3 separate regions of the Mus musculus genome follow, and regions 1 and 3 are each linked to region 2. The links are chromatin contacts, called in public HiChIP or PLAC-seq and promoter capture Hi-C maps. All regions are on one chromosome and are shown on one strand. The core of a region is the stretch at or near the end of the contact, and the rest is flanking DNA. Distances in the headings are between cores, read along the strand shown. Region 1 holds the start of Gorasp2 (golgi reassembly stacking protein 2). Region 2 holds the start of Ola1 (Obg-like ATPase 1). Region 3 holds the start of Dync1i2 (dynein cytoplasmic 1 intermediate chain 2).

Region 1 (4,770 bases), core at 1,702-4,201, 2.6 Mb before region 2:
GAGATCATCTCTGTTTCTGCTCACTTGGATGTCCCTCTTACCATGGAGTTGATTTGTGCTGCTGCTGCTGCTGCTGCTGCTGCTGATTCCCTCAGTCATATCAGAGCTAGAGTTTCCAAGCTGTCATCATGGACAAGGGACCAGCAGCTCTCCAGGAATCTTCTGCGCTTCTGGCAGCAGATTGGAACGACTGAGGCACCCTGACTTGTGGATTGAGTAACCACTGGTTGTCAACTCGAAGAGAGAAACAGCCACTGTGGGGCTACTTGACGCATTCAGCCCCAAGGATCAAGTGACTACCGAGTTTTCAGCTCTCAGGTGTGATTCTTCTCTTGTTACTATTTTAAGCTGACAGATTAAATTTACATATACTATTTTACATATACTATTTAGATTTATATATACTATTTTATATACTATTTAGATTTATATATACTCTTTTGACACATTTATATATGTGTGTATATCCAAATTTATACACAAACACACCCATATATACATTTATACATATATATACATACATACATACATATGTGTTTCTCTGTGTCTCTGTCTTCTGTCTCTCTCTCTCTCTCTCTCTCTCTCTCGTGTGTGTGTGTCACTGTGTACTCTGGTCTCACTTTCTAACTTATTTCCTTAAGACAGGGTCTCTAGGAACCTGGCACTAGGCTGGTAGCCAGCAAGTCCCCAAGCTCTTTCTGTGTCTACCTCCCCAGTTCTGGGGCTACAGACTCCTGCAGCAATGGGTTGGCTTTTTATGTGCATTCTGGAGATCTGAACTTGAGTCTTTGTGTTTGCCCAGTGAATGACTTCACCCTGAGCCATCTCCCAACCCCTAAGCTAAAACTTTGGCATCTGAACATATCAGTACCATGAAGGAGATTATTAACTGCCCAGCAGGATAAGATGATTATCAACAAATCTAGTTCTTATATTTATTGTCTTGTATTAAATATTGATTCTTTGCATTAGCTGCCAGGCACTCCAGTACATACCAGCAACATGCAACCAACTCTGCTGCACTCCCTGCTCTTGAGAAGTCATGTGACCACACCTTTCATTTATTTAACTATGGACTCGTGGGGTCTTTGAAAGATACTATAATTGGCTTATTAGCAGCAAAGAGAGACGTGGTAATTTATTTTCAATTTTTAAACAAAAATTGTTATAAAAAGGCAGGTCCTTGAGCAGTATAGAATACATAAGAACCCAAGATAAATACATAGTTACCACTCAGAAGTCCATAGTATAGCCCCTTCTCTTATCATCCCAGACAGTCCTATGTGGAGGAATGCACTAATGTATACTTTATTTTTAAAAAATCATTTTATATGCCTATAGGCTCAGTCTGTCTTCTAACTAGCTCCCTACCTCAGTAATTATCTTCCTTTTCATTAAAAGAAATAGTCTTCTCCTAAATCTAATATTCTAGCAACCATATTCAAGTTTCTCCAATTGCACCAAAAATGCCATTTACAAGCCAGGCACAGTGGCATATCTCAGCTACTCAGAAGGCTGAGGCAGGAGAGTCACTGGGAATCAGGGATTTAAGACTAGTCAGGAGAACACAGCAAGATCCCAGCTCTCTCTCTCTCTCTCTCTCTCTCTCTCTCTCTCTCTCTCTCTCTGTGTGTGTGTGTGTGTGTGTGTGTGTGTGTGTGTGTGTCTACACTGAGGCTGGAAGAGGGTGCTAGATCCCTTCGAGCTGAAGCTATAAGCATTATAGACAGTCTATTGTCGGTGCTGGGATCTGAATTCCCATTGACATGACTGAGCAGCCAACACTTTTAACCCGTAAGCCTCCTTCCTCTTCAGCCCTAGGAATTTTTTCAGATTGGCCTTCTGTTAGCTTTTTGTCAATGACAAAAAAACGACTTAAAGGAGAAAGAAAGATTTGTTTGGCTTGTAGTTTCAGTCCATAGCTGTTGGCTCCATTATTTTGGCAAAGCTGTTCATCTCGGGGCAGCTGTGAGGCAAAGAGAGAAAGTAAGCGGCAGGGTTCTACTCCCTACTTTAAGGACAGACTCCAACTTCCTTCTACAAGGTCCATCCCTTCAAGGTTCCTCCACCTCCACAGGCTAGGGACTATGAAACCTCTGGGCTTCACTCCAGATCCCAATGCAAGCTCTTCCTGGTATTTCTTAGTTTTGTCTATGGGTATCTCTTTCAGTCCAGTCTTCTTAATTTCATATGATTCTGATTCCATATGGCGAACTGGTCAGCTGTCGGGAAGAAAGGTCCCCGTACTGTATTCCCCTGGCTCTTTAGAGCACCACTCATTTGCTCCTCTACCTATCCTTTAAACTAGACTATCTAACTGGTGGCGTGTTGGGTTAACTATGAAAAACCATTTGGGACTAGAATACTTCAGAACCCTTAATAATAGCTCACACTGCAAAACACCAAAGACAGTCAACACCTGGATGGGACACCATTACTGAAAGTCAAACTATAGCATGGGGAGGAGACGGGGCAGGGAACACTGAGAGGGGTGCAGTGGGGCAACAGGCAAAATTCCAAGGAAATCCAACCCCTGCCCCTCGCTCCTGCGTAGCTCCGTAGTGTTCTATCAGGACGAGAAGAAAAACAACAAAACAGTAACCGCTTTTATTTCAGGGAACACTGCTCTTTATAAACGTGAGCTGAGAATACCTGATATTCCAACCCCAGAAAGGCACTGTGAACTATCCTCAGGTATACAATCTTATTAAACAAGACCTAAAACAAAGCAAGCGCCAGGCGTGCTCGGCATCTGCTCCCTTCCTCTCTGGCCTCTGGTCACCAGGAGGCGCTGCGACCAAATACCCTTCTGCGAAGGTAGAAACGCGCCGAGATAAGTCTTGTCTGCTCCGGGGCCCCGTAGCGAGCCGTCGCGTTCCGGGCTGTCTTTCCGCTTTCTCGCGCTCCCTGCCTCCGCCCGCTGCGCTCTTCCGATCGTTCCCTCCGGCTCCCGTCAGGGGGCGCTGTCTGCGGCGTGGCAGCGGCCGTGGCTGCCGGGCGACGATCTCCCGGCGGGCTGTGCGGCCCGGCTCGGGCTGCTGCAAGTGCCACGTCCCAAGAGCTACGCGGAGTCGCCAAGCGGGCGGTGCGCGAGGCGGAGCAGCGCTGAGCCGGCCGGGTCGTACGGATCGCCCGCCGCCATGGGCTCCTCGCAGAGCGTCGAGATCCCGGGCGGCGGCACCGAGGGCTACCACGTTTTGCGGGTAAGGCCCGGGGGGACGCCGGGGCGGCCAGGCCCGAGTCCGCGGAGCACCCTGGGCGCGGCTGCCGGCGACGTGGCCCGGGACCCACCACCCTGGCTCCTGGCCCTCCGCACGGCCTCGCCGCGCACTGGCCTGAGCTTCAGAGTTAGGAAGAGCAAGGGGCGCCGCCTCCAGAAGGAGCCGGAACCCGTACCTGTGTTCTCGGGGAGGGTGACGGAGCCACAGGCTAAGCGGAGATGTCACGACCGGTGTCGGTTCATCTCGGCTACCCCTGGATGCTTGCAAGGGCCACCTGGACAGGGAAAGGAGCACGAACGGCCTCGGGCTAGATTTGACAGACTTAAATTTAGTTGATTTTTGATAGGACTTTTCCGTTCCGGGTCGCTCCTGACCCTTCCAGATCTCTCCAACATTTCCTGGAGGAGAGGAACTTCCGTTCTTCTTTCTAAGATGAAATAGTCGGGGAGATTGAGGTTTAGGTCCGCGGAGGAGAGTTTCCAAAATAGCCAGGCTTGATGAGGAAACGCAGCGCCAGACACCAGGGGTCAAAGACACATCCGCCTGTGAACGGTCCTTTCCTCGTGGAACCAGGAATGTGGTGACACCTGTGTGAGTGCTAACATGGGCTGTGAACAGAGTGGCCTCAGTCTGCATCGCCATTTAGGGACAATCTTCTCTGAGAGTGTGCTTGCTTACCTTCATTTTCTGCCCTGGGTCGCATGTTCTGAATGAGATAACGTTTTAAAATAGCCCAGATACCTGAACGATAGGACTGTGATTGGTCACCTGGTTGTCGGGATTGTGGTTGTCTCTCCATTCCACTCAAAAGAGACTTTTGAAGCCCTTGTTTTTCCAGGGTGTTTCTTCATATGCCATATTACTTTCCTATTTCCTTCAGCTAACCAAACTCCTAAATCCCACACTAATAGGAAACACAGGAGAAAGAACTGCTTCATCCCGGGTTCGTAGGAAAATTAATGGCGATGCTTTTTCATCTGGTCTGATTCTGAGTTGACTCATGTGAGGTGTATTATCCTGTTACTTGCAGATTCTGAGTGTGGCCATGAACCCTTAGGGAGCTGCAGTATTTTTATTATAATAAACACCCAGGGAAACCTAGTAAGACACATTAGTGTTAATGAGTAGGAAAAAAAAATAGTCTTTAGGGTCTTAGATGGATCTTCATGTCAACAGAACTTCAGTTTAATGAGCTCATTCCTATGGAAGACAGTTGAAGTATGTCGTCTTCATAGGTGTGCTTCGGAGGATTTCTGAGTGCACACATAGTTAGTACAGGTGTGTTATTACTCTCTTCCTTGAGCTTTAGAAATAGTAGGGGCAGCCCCAGTTACCAGTCTGCATCTGGAGCACAAATGTTACAAAATATGAAATCATTGTATAGAGGGTATAAACCAAGGGAGCTTTAGTGATTATGTCATGAAAGCAAATGTTTTTAAGTTTTTAACCCTCTCTCTCCCTGATTTTGCCACTCATTGCCTTACCTCTGTTTTCAGAGAGAAAAAAAGAGTTCTCTCCCTCCTATCCGTTGCTTCCTAAGGCATGGTGG
Region 2 (4,885 bases), core at 1,691-4,190:
ATACGAATGCTAATATCTAAAATCCTTCTACTAGGGCAGAAAAACTCCCTGCAAACATTATGATCAGTTCTTTGCTCCCAACTTACTGGCAGTACCCTACAATACTTGGCTTGATTATTTGTTTTGCTATATTTATATTTCCACTCCTTATTATTACTCTACAAGTAGACTCTAGCACAGAAGGAAACCCCTTCAAACTGTAACCCACTCTAGAAGAGGCTGAAATTTGGACAATCACACTTGCTCATGTTTTATACTTCAAGAATCCCAGACCTGGGAAGCTTGAGCACACCGTGCTGCAGTCGCTGAGGACTTTGTAACAGGAGCTCCAGCAGGCACACAGACCACCACAGCGTTTTATATACCCCTGATGTACACATCTAAAAGTACATCCCAAAATGCCCCAGTGAGCGTCATAAACCCATGCTGTGTCTATTACCTTAATCACTGAGAAAGAGAGAGAGAGATTGACTGATTGATTGATTGATTGATTGATTGACTGATTCTTGGTTCTGAGAAGAGGTTTTTCTGTAGCCCAAGCTAGCCTCAATCTCACAGGACTGCTCTTGCATTAGCCCCCAAAGTGCTAGGATAAAGATGTGAAGTGCCATGCCTGGCTAAGATAGTTTTTAAAAAATGAAAAGAACCAGGCGTGTTGGCGCACACCTTTAATCCCAGCACTTGGGAGGGAGAGGCAGGTGGATTTCTGACTTCAAGGCCAGCCTGGTGAGTGAGTTCCAGGACAGCCAGGGCTATACAGAGAAACCCTGTCTTGAAAAACCAAAAAACAAACAAACAAACAAACAAACAAAAAGGAAGGAAGGAACCGACACTGAACATTTAAGTTACACAGTTGTAAGATTAACCCCACATAATATCTTCTATCATTGTCTTCTGTGCAACTATATGGTAGGTATGGTTAACTTTAAAGACATGATAAAATACAGTACTTTGTTTTCAGAATTCCCAAGTTTAAACACCTTTTGTGTGCACACATGCGTGGCATCCATGTGCCTGTTCAGATGTGTGCAGACACGGGTGCATGCGTGTGTGCTCATGGCAGCCCAATGCTGGGGTGAAGTGTTTTCCTCAGCTGCACACCACCTTACATATAAAGCAGGGTCTGCTGCTGAACTCGGAGCTCACCACTGTGGCTAGACTGGCTTGCCAGCTTGTTCTGTGGATTCCGTTTTGGCTTTTAAATCTGCAGAAACAGGAGCCTTTTACCTACCTTCTAACAGTATATTCAAAGCAGTTACTTCTTTCTCCAATAAAATCTTGTGAGTTTCTATTTCTATAACAGGACACAAAGTTTACAAAATCAAAATAAGAAAAGTCCCAATTTTTACTTACCCAACATTTGGCAATCCAACGATACCAATTTTCAGTGAGGTTCCAAATCTTCCAATAATTGGAGGCGGTTTAATTCCATCTCCTCCCTTTTTCGGGGGCATCTAAAATATCAAAATGAACTTTTAAGACTCCCCTATAAACAAAACACATGTCTGTATACAGAATATATTACTGGGTAGTAGACAAGAAAACCTACTGTCTGTACCAATCCACAACTAAAATATGAGCAAAACCCATACTTTTTTTGAGGGGAGGGTCTCTGTAAACAGATCTGATTCTAAAATGTGTACATGTATCACTTCTGAGTAGTCCCAGAAACACTGCAGCAGCGGGAATCAAAGATAAACTTAAAACTTAGTTCCAATCCTCCGTGCTGGCTGCCGACAACCGCCTTCTTAACCTGTCATAGTATTTGAAGGAAAGCATTTGGAAGGAGAAGAGACACAAGTCTAAGGAAGCCCATTACAGAAACACCAGCAACCATGTCACCTCTCGCCAATCATTCCTCCACCGCTTGGAACCCGCCTCTCTCCACAACTCAGCGTTCACCACACTGATGGTCACTACTAGGCCTGGAGGTCCTTCGAAGCCAGACCTTTTTGCCTTTGACACTGTAGGTAAGCTTACCGTCAGTCCTTATTAAACAGTTTTTGAAACCCACACTCTACACTGGATACTTTGAAGGCACTCACCTTGTCGTTCCTTTTCAAGATCCAACCTAGAGCTTTCATGTATGCTAAAAGCAAGCGCTCTACCAGTAGGCTATATACAGCCCTATTTCAAATACCTTTTGATTGACAAGTCCAAACTTTCTGTCTTTTCTTGTCCTGGCTCCAAGGTCCACTGTGCAAAATTGATCTCACTTTTAACACTGCAACAGGAACCTACGAGGAACTGCAACCTTGCGCGTCTTAGAACCTGGAAACTAAAACTGTCCCTGCCTTCTGGCTGGTTGGACCTCCTAGAGCCACGCTGCTCCTCCCTCCTTCTCCCCACTCCGCCTGCTCCAGAAGTGATACTCCAACCTGTAATCCCAGACCGGGAGGCCAAGGATCTCCCATTTTGGGGATCCTGACACCTGTTCCGGGCCTCCAATGAACAGCTGCATGGGGAGAGCCCGTCCAGTCCTGGAGCCTACAAGGGGTGACCTACAAGGGGTGCCCCCGCAGTCCAGCCAAGCAGGACCTCCGCACACCACCCTTCCCCTCCTGACCCGGCATTGGCGTCCCGCCCTGAGGCAAGACTTTCCCCCAGACTGCGGCGAGAGCCAATCTCGTGGCCGCGCGGCCTAGTCCGAGGGCGCCTCATTCATCCACATGCCCCAAGCTGTCCGCTGCCCTCAGCCCGTCCCGGCGGCCGGTCTCCGGCCTAGCGCCAGCCTCGGAACCACTGGCCCGGGAGCCCACGGGCTCCTTCGGGGACTCACCGTGCACCGGGCTAACGATCGCACGGGGTCCCGGACTGCAAAGACCGGTGTCGCCGGCAGCCGGAGGTGGGGAAGAAGGCGGAGAGAGCGCAAGCCCGGCCCTCCGCCGAGCCGCACGCACGACGGCAGAGGCGACGGAACGGGCGGGCCGGGGCGGCACCTGTGCGCAGGCCACGCCCCCACAGGGTCACGCCCATTGGCCCGGATGCCCGGGCCCGGATGGGCGGGGCCTACGAGGAGGAGGGCGCTCAGCAGCACCGGGTTTCTGCGTCTCTCTACACGTGGGCTTCCACCGAGCCTCCAGGTTTCTTTCAGCTCCACTGCTCCGGTTCCGGGCTCCTGCTTCGTCTGGGATCTATCTTGTCCCTGACTGATCGTGCCCAGATCAGCCTTTGCTACCTGCACGGAGCCGCCCTTCTCCCCTTTCCAGTAACTTCTTTCAGATGGGTTAACGATGAGAAGCCATTAAACTTTCTTCAAGGGAAAAATGGACCAAGGAAAATTTCGGATCCAAGACGCACTTAACAGCCACAGAAGTGCATAAAACATTTAAAGAGTCACCATCTTCTTCCTCGTCGCCGCACATACATCCCTTTCCTCTGCGAGGTTAAGAACTATGAGAAGGAAACATGATTTCTTCCTGGTTCTAAAATGAGACTACTGCGATCCATCTCATAAGGCTATTGGTAGGATTAAATCAAATAATATGTATAAAGTCACCTTCTAACTACACTATGAGCTCCACTGGGACAAAAAGGTGTTTATTAGGTTTTCTCCAATGACTTTCAAGTATTTGTTACAGTGAATGTCCAGAAATTATAATTTTTTTTCAAACATACCAGTTGCAAATAAAAGAAAAGAGTGTGAATTGGTTGCTAATCCCCAATTTGCAGATGACAGAATAGTATCAGAAAAGTATCAGGTAAAGTTTCACAACTAAACTAGTGACAGAAGACACATGTCAAACCCTGATCTCTCTGCAAAAATCTGAGTTTTTTTTTTTAATTATGTTTATTGCCTATTGTATGTGTGCTTGTGTGGATTCGCTCTTGTATACAACAGTTCTGGTGAGGTCAAAGAACAGCTTGGAGTCAGTTCTCTCGTACTTTGCAGGTTCTGAGAATGAAACTCAGATTCGTAAGGCTTAGCAGCAAGCACCTCTCCATACTGAGCCATCTCACAGATCTAGAACTCTTCACTTTCTGTCAGAAACTTTTTGAATGGTGTGACTGACAAGCAGCAGCTGAGCCACTGTTTGTAATAAAATTGCATTAAGGTTTTTCTGTCACCCCGTGAGAGTGATCTTAGGAAAGCCTTAGAGCTCTTTTGATACATTTTAAAGACAGGGTCTTTGTCTTTAGTTTTGCTATTGGTTAAAGATTGTTACTGTCAAAGCAGTCACGTAAGTCCTTACTTTCTACAGTTACTAATGCACTACACACTCAGCCTAGTATCCTTGTCATCATTGTATGTGTAAAATAGACCCCAGGGATAAGCAGTACACAGCTTGTAACCGCCATCGAGCTAACGCACATGAACAGCACAGAGGTCTGAGACATTAAAAAATAACGCTATTTTCAATTACTCTGATCCCCCCCCACACACACACACACACACATATCATGGCTTTATTATGTAGCTGTGCCTTCCTCTGCTCTCATCCCCTAGCTAACAACCAAAAGCCAACTGCAGCTCTAGACACTACTAAAATGTCAGGAGTAGAAGAGGAGGAAACATGTCATCTAGTGGACCCCTAGGAAAAACAGGCAGTGTGTCTCAGAAGCCTCTAGCTGACATCTTCTGTTTCACTGGGCAAAACTAGGTGGATCCTTCATGAGTCACAGGTGAGGGGTGTTTGGAGTGTGGCGGTGCTAGGCAACAAGATAAATGAGTTACGTGCAAGGCAGGATAGAATAAGACAACACAAGATTGTATAATTTTCTTCAGAATGACATGATTTAAAACTTGGCAATTAAGCCGGGCGTGGTGGTGCACACCTTTAATCCCAGCACTCGAGAGGCAGAGGCATTCGGATTTCTCAGTTCAAGGACAGCCAGGTCTACAAAGTGAGTTCCAGGACAGCCAGGGCTATACAGAGAAACCCTG
Region 3 (4,316 bases), core at 761-3,260, 2.0 Mb before region 2:
CTCCTCCTCCTCCTTCTTCTTCTTCTTCTACTCCTTCTCCTTCTCCTTCTCCTTCTCCTTCTCCTTCTCCTTCTCCTTCTCCTTCTCTTTCTCCTTCTCCTTCTCCTTCTCCTTTTTCTTCTTCTTCTTCTTCTTCTTCTTCTTCTTCTTCTTCTTCTTCTTCTTCTTCTTCTTCTTCTTCTTCTTTTTCAGTACCATGGTACTTTTCTGAATCTTGTTTTCATGATTAATTTTTTCTTTCTTTTTCCCTGGCTGTCCTGGAACTCACTCTGTAGACCAGGCTGGCCTCAAACTCAGAAATCTGCCTGCCTCTGCCTCCCAAGTGCTGCGATCAAAGGTGTGTGCTACCACTGCCCAGCCATGATTGATTTCTAATCAACTTTCCAAAATCAAAGACTCGTACCTGGAAGCATCTCTTAATGAAAGTATTTTTTTTCTTACCTACCTATTTCTATGACTTAGTTACACAATCTCATCTTAACAGTTGATGGAACTGAGAACCCAGTGTTTCTCCGTTGAGAAGAGGAAAGTTTGTTTCAGCTCTGAGAGTGTGCAGCTCCATTCCTGGTACATGATGAATGGCTACTCATAACAATTTTCAAGTGACTAAACAAAAACTATTTGGAAAGAAGGAAACAAAGTCTGCATAACTAAACGCTCTTTGAAATTTTAAAGCTTCAAATTTGAGATCAATATTAAACTTAAACAATGTTCTTCCTGTCAGTTTTCTAGAAGATAAGAAAGTAATGCTTTGGTATTACCTTTAATATTTAGCAAATAACGCTTTAATACTTGGCAAATAATGCTTCAGATTATTCAAATAAATTCTTCAAGCCACATGCATCAGCCCATGCACTTCTGGTAAATTCTTATTTCAATTATTTTCTTTATATTAAAAATCTAACCAGATCCAATAGTATAAAATGCTTTCTTACCAAACACACTTTTTGGAGGAAACTATTCTGTTATAAAATACTAGAAATTATTTTTATGCTAATTATTTTTTTGTTTTGTTTTGTTTTGTTTTGTTTTTAGAGACAGGGTTTCTCTGTATAGCCCTGGTTGTCCTGGAACTCACTTTGTAGACCAGGCTGGCCTTGAACTAAGAAATCCGCCTGCCTCTGCCACTGTCTCCGGAGTGCTGGGATTAAAGGCGTGCGCCACCATGCCCTGCTTAAATTAATATATTTTTATTTAAAGATTTATTTATTTTATTTATACAAGAACACTGTAGCTATCTTCAGACACACCAGAAGAGGGCATCAGATCTCATTACAGATGGTTGTGAGTCACCAATGTGGTCGCTGGGAATTGAACTCAGGACCTCTGGAAGAGCAGCCAGTGCTCTTAACAGTTGAGCCATCTCTCCAGCCCCAATATATGTTTATTTTTGATCTTGTGTCACATGCTACAAGAATCCTCAATAATCCATGGCCCCTGCAAATCAATCTACGAGCACATGCCTATAAATAAACTTCTTAAAATGCCCTTTTCTCAGGTTCATTATGGAAAAACAGGACTTAAGATTTTGTTAATGTTGGGCCACAGACCTTAAGCAGCACATGCTGCATTGTAATCATTGTTCCACGGAAGAAAACACCTTCAATACAAACTCTGGAATGTTCTCATTAGCATTTTAAGGGCAGAAAGATGGCCTTGGTGCTGGGGACAGGAAAGCTAAGACTGACTACATATCCCAGCATTCCTTGCCTCTAGTGGGACCACAACTCCCACAGAGCTTCGCTCGCCCAGGCAGGGCGCCTGGTTGCCGGGACTTGAAGTTCTCTGGAGGTATTGAGGGCTCCGCCCCAGGATGTGAGGTGTGGTTGTCCAGCTTTTGCCAAAGCGGAAACGCTTCGGGCCCCGGGCCGGTGTATCTGTTTCAACCGGGAGATTCTGTTTTACAAAAGGTAAGTCACGGAGAGGCCGCCCCTCTGCGCTGGGCGGCAAAGACTCTGATTCTGTGTGAGACCGCGTCTCGGCGCAGCCATTTGTCCCTCGGCTCTCGCCGTAGCGGCCGCCGCCCATCCCTCTTTGTGTGCTTGGGACGCCGCGGATCTGCGGCGGCGACAGTTGGAGAGGGACGTTCCCGGGAAGTTACCGGCCAGAGAAAGCGATCTCCACTCCGCCACCTGACAGGTCGGTCGGCCGCGCTTCCTTCAAGTCCCTTTTGCCTCTGATGGCCGCTTTGGAGCTCGTAGGGCCGCCCGGCCGATATTCTGACAGCGCCGGCCCGGGTGACTCAAAGCGGCCTGGGGAGGCCACCAGGGCCCTTGGCAACCCTTCGGGACCCTCCGCAGGCGGCCTGGACCCTCGGGATTTGTCCTGCACCCGTCTGGTGGACCTCGGACACACCCCAGCCCGGACCGCACCCTCTTGGCCTTAAGCCTAGGGAGAAAGTAATTCCTTAAGCTTTGCTTGGTTTTTATTAATAAAGATCACTACTACTTGGGTCAGTAGCAATGACCAGGCACCTAGCGTGTGTGTTGGAGGTCTCTGAACACTGTGATTGTAAACATCATTCTAGACACTTTCCTTTTTCCGGAGTTTTAAGAAAATGAACCTGTCAGTCACGGAGCAGAGGCCCTGACCTGTCTGATAATGAGGGAGCTAACTGATCGCCCGTGCTTCAGCGGGACAAAATAGTTAGAGTTGAAGGAAGAAGTATTTCTTCAAACTAGATTCCAGGCAGTATTGGTATATTGTTGACAATTGGTCCTAAACAGAAAATAATATGTATTATTTATCATACATAATACAAAAAAAAATCATACAGAGTGATGTGTATGGAAACTTTCTTCAACAGCCCTTACAGTATGAAGCTTTTTAGAGACCTGAAAAGAGTGGGTGAAGAAACACGAGCTTTGCTTTGCGAGTTTGTTCAAATGACTTGGTTGGGAGTATATATAAGAGTGTATATTCTAGCTGCATATGTATCAAAAGATGGCCTAGTCGGCCATCACTGGAAAGAGAGGCCCATTGGATACGCAAACATTGTATGCCCCAGTACAGGGGAACGCCAGGGCCAAAAAGGGGGAGTGGGTGGGTAGGGGAGTGGGGGTGGGTGGGTATGGGGGACTTTTGGTATAGCATTGGAAATGTAAATGAGCTAAATACCTAATAAAAAATGGAAAAAAAAGTGTATATTAAAGGGATTTCCTGTTACTTGCTCACTAGTTTTTGCCCACTGTCCTGTCTTTCTGAAGTACGCTACCAAGAATTCTCCCTTTTTCATTTACATAGAAGAATGTTTTTCATTTTCATAGATGAATTTTTCCTCCTTACCAAATTTGCCCTTAATCCAACTTTATTGTGATCCTAAGAGATTCCTAGACTTTTCAAGAGGTTATTAACCCAGTTTCCTTAATCAAAAGCATTTAATCCTGCAGTTGTATGGAGAGAGACACTGACAAAGGTTGAACCAGTAATGTAGAGAAGGTAACAAGGTCCTGGCTCCTACCTTACATTGAGTCCCTAGGTTACCTTTCCAGTTCAGAAAGCTCCTCGTTCCTCCCTCCCTCCTGCATAACAGTCAGTATGAGGACACGCTTGTGTTCGTAATCCCATCTACTTTGCAGATGGATCGTTTAGCAGCTGTGAGCTCAGTGTTAAGGTTGCTATGCTGTGAAGGTAACAAAAACCATAAAAACACAGCCCCCAACTCATCCAGATGACTATCTACCATGGAACATTTCAGGCCCATATAGATAATCATAAGAATGCCACAAGAAGGTGTTAGGTGGAAATATACTGTTTGATTGATTGTCATGGAACATCTATAGAATTTAAAAGAATTTTTAGGAACTTCCTGTTTAGCTATTCAGTGTTTTATTAAGTTTCTGGGAACAAAACACAGACATCTCTGGTAATAGTTTTGGTTTCATAGCTGAAGACATAAGCATTCTTTAAAAGCCTGTCTTGCCCTGTATGGCCCAGGCTGCCTGGAACTCAGAATCTTTGTGCCTCCCTCCTAGAGAGCCCAGATTACAGGTGTGAACTATCATACTCGTCTAGAACTTAAAACCAACAGTGTCGTTTGTTTTAAGCATTAGTTATGACTTTTATTATCTAGTACTCAAATACAGAGACATCAGAAAACATGGAATCTGGGTGTGCTGGCTAACTCTGGCACACCAGAGTCTGAGATAGGAGAATCGCCATGAGGACATCCTGGGCTACATTATGATTTCAAGGCCAACCTGGCTACAGTGACACATTGTTAAATTTGGGCTTAGGAACATGAAAACATCTATGTACTAGCTGTTGTGCTCAAGTTCTAGGAAATATTTCTTCATACATTTGTGTATAATTTTTCT

What was found. Promoter capture Hi-C pulls out the DNA fragments that hold promoters and counts their contacts. HiChIP or PLAC-seq counts read pairs in DNA pulled down with a chosen protein or histone mark.
Region 1: an H3K27ac HiChIP or PLAC-seq map of thymic regulatory T cells shows a contact between it and region 2, with 14 times the contacts expected there. The contact joins the promoter of Gorasp2 here to the promoter of Ola1 in region 2. A contact is called at or near these places in 1 of 39 promoter capture datasets (hippocampal neurons), 1 of 484 Hi-C or Micro-C datasets (CD4 T cells), 1 of 115 datasets of contacts at active chromatin or transcription factors (thymic regulatory T cells) and 1 of 9 other capture datasets (liver).
Region 3: a promoter capture Hi-C map of liver shows a contact between it and region 2, with 4 times the contacts expected there. The contact joins the promoter of Dync1i2 here to the promoter of Ola1 in region 2. A contact is called at or near these places in 2 of 39 promoter capture datasets (liver and pre-B cells) and 1 of 115 datasets of contacts at active chromatin or transcription factors (microglia).

The regions. Positions count from the first base shown.
Region 1 is chr2:70,658,558-70,663,327 of GRCm38.p6, forward strand. It overlaps Gorasp2 (golgi reassembly stacking protein 2), which reads left to right and starts at 2,952. Exons shown (of 10, transcript NM_027352.4): 1 at 2,952-3,203. The coding sequence starts at 3,141.
Region 2 is chr2:73,211,507-73,216,391 of GRCm38.p6, forward strand. Ola1 (Obg-like ATPase 1) reads right to left here and starts at 2,941. Exons shown (of 11, transcript NM_025942.2): 1 at 2,780-2,941; 2 at 1,354-1,454. The coding sequence starts at 1,454.
Region 3 is chr2:71,209,936-71,214,251 of GRCm38.p6, forward strand. Dync1i2 (dynein cytoplasmic 1 intermediate chain 2) reads left to right here and starts at 2,011. Exons shown (of 16, transcript NM_010064.4): 1 at 2,011-2,139.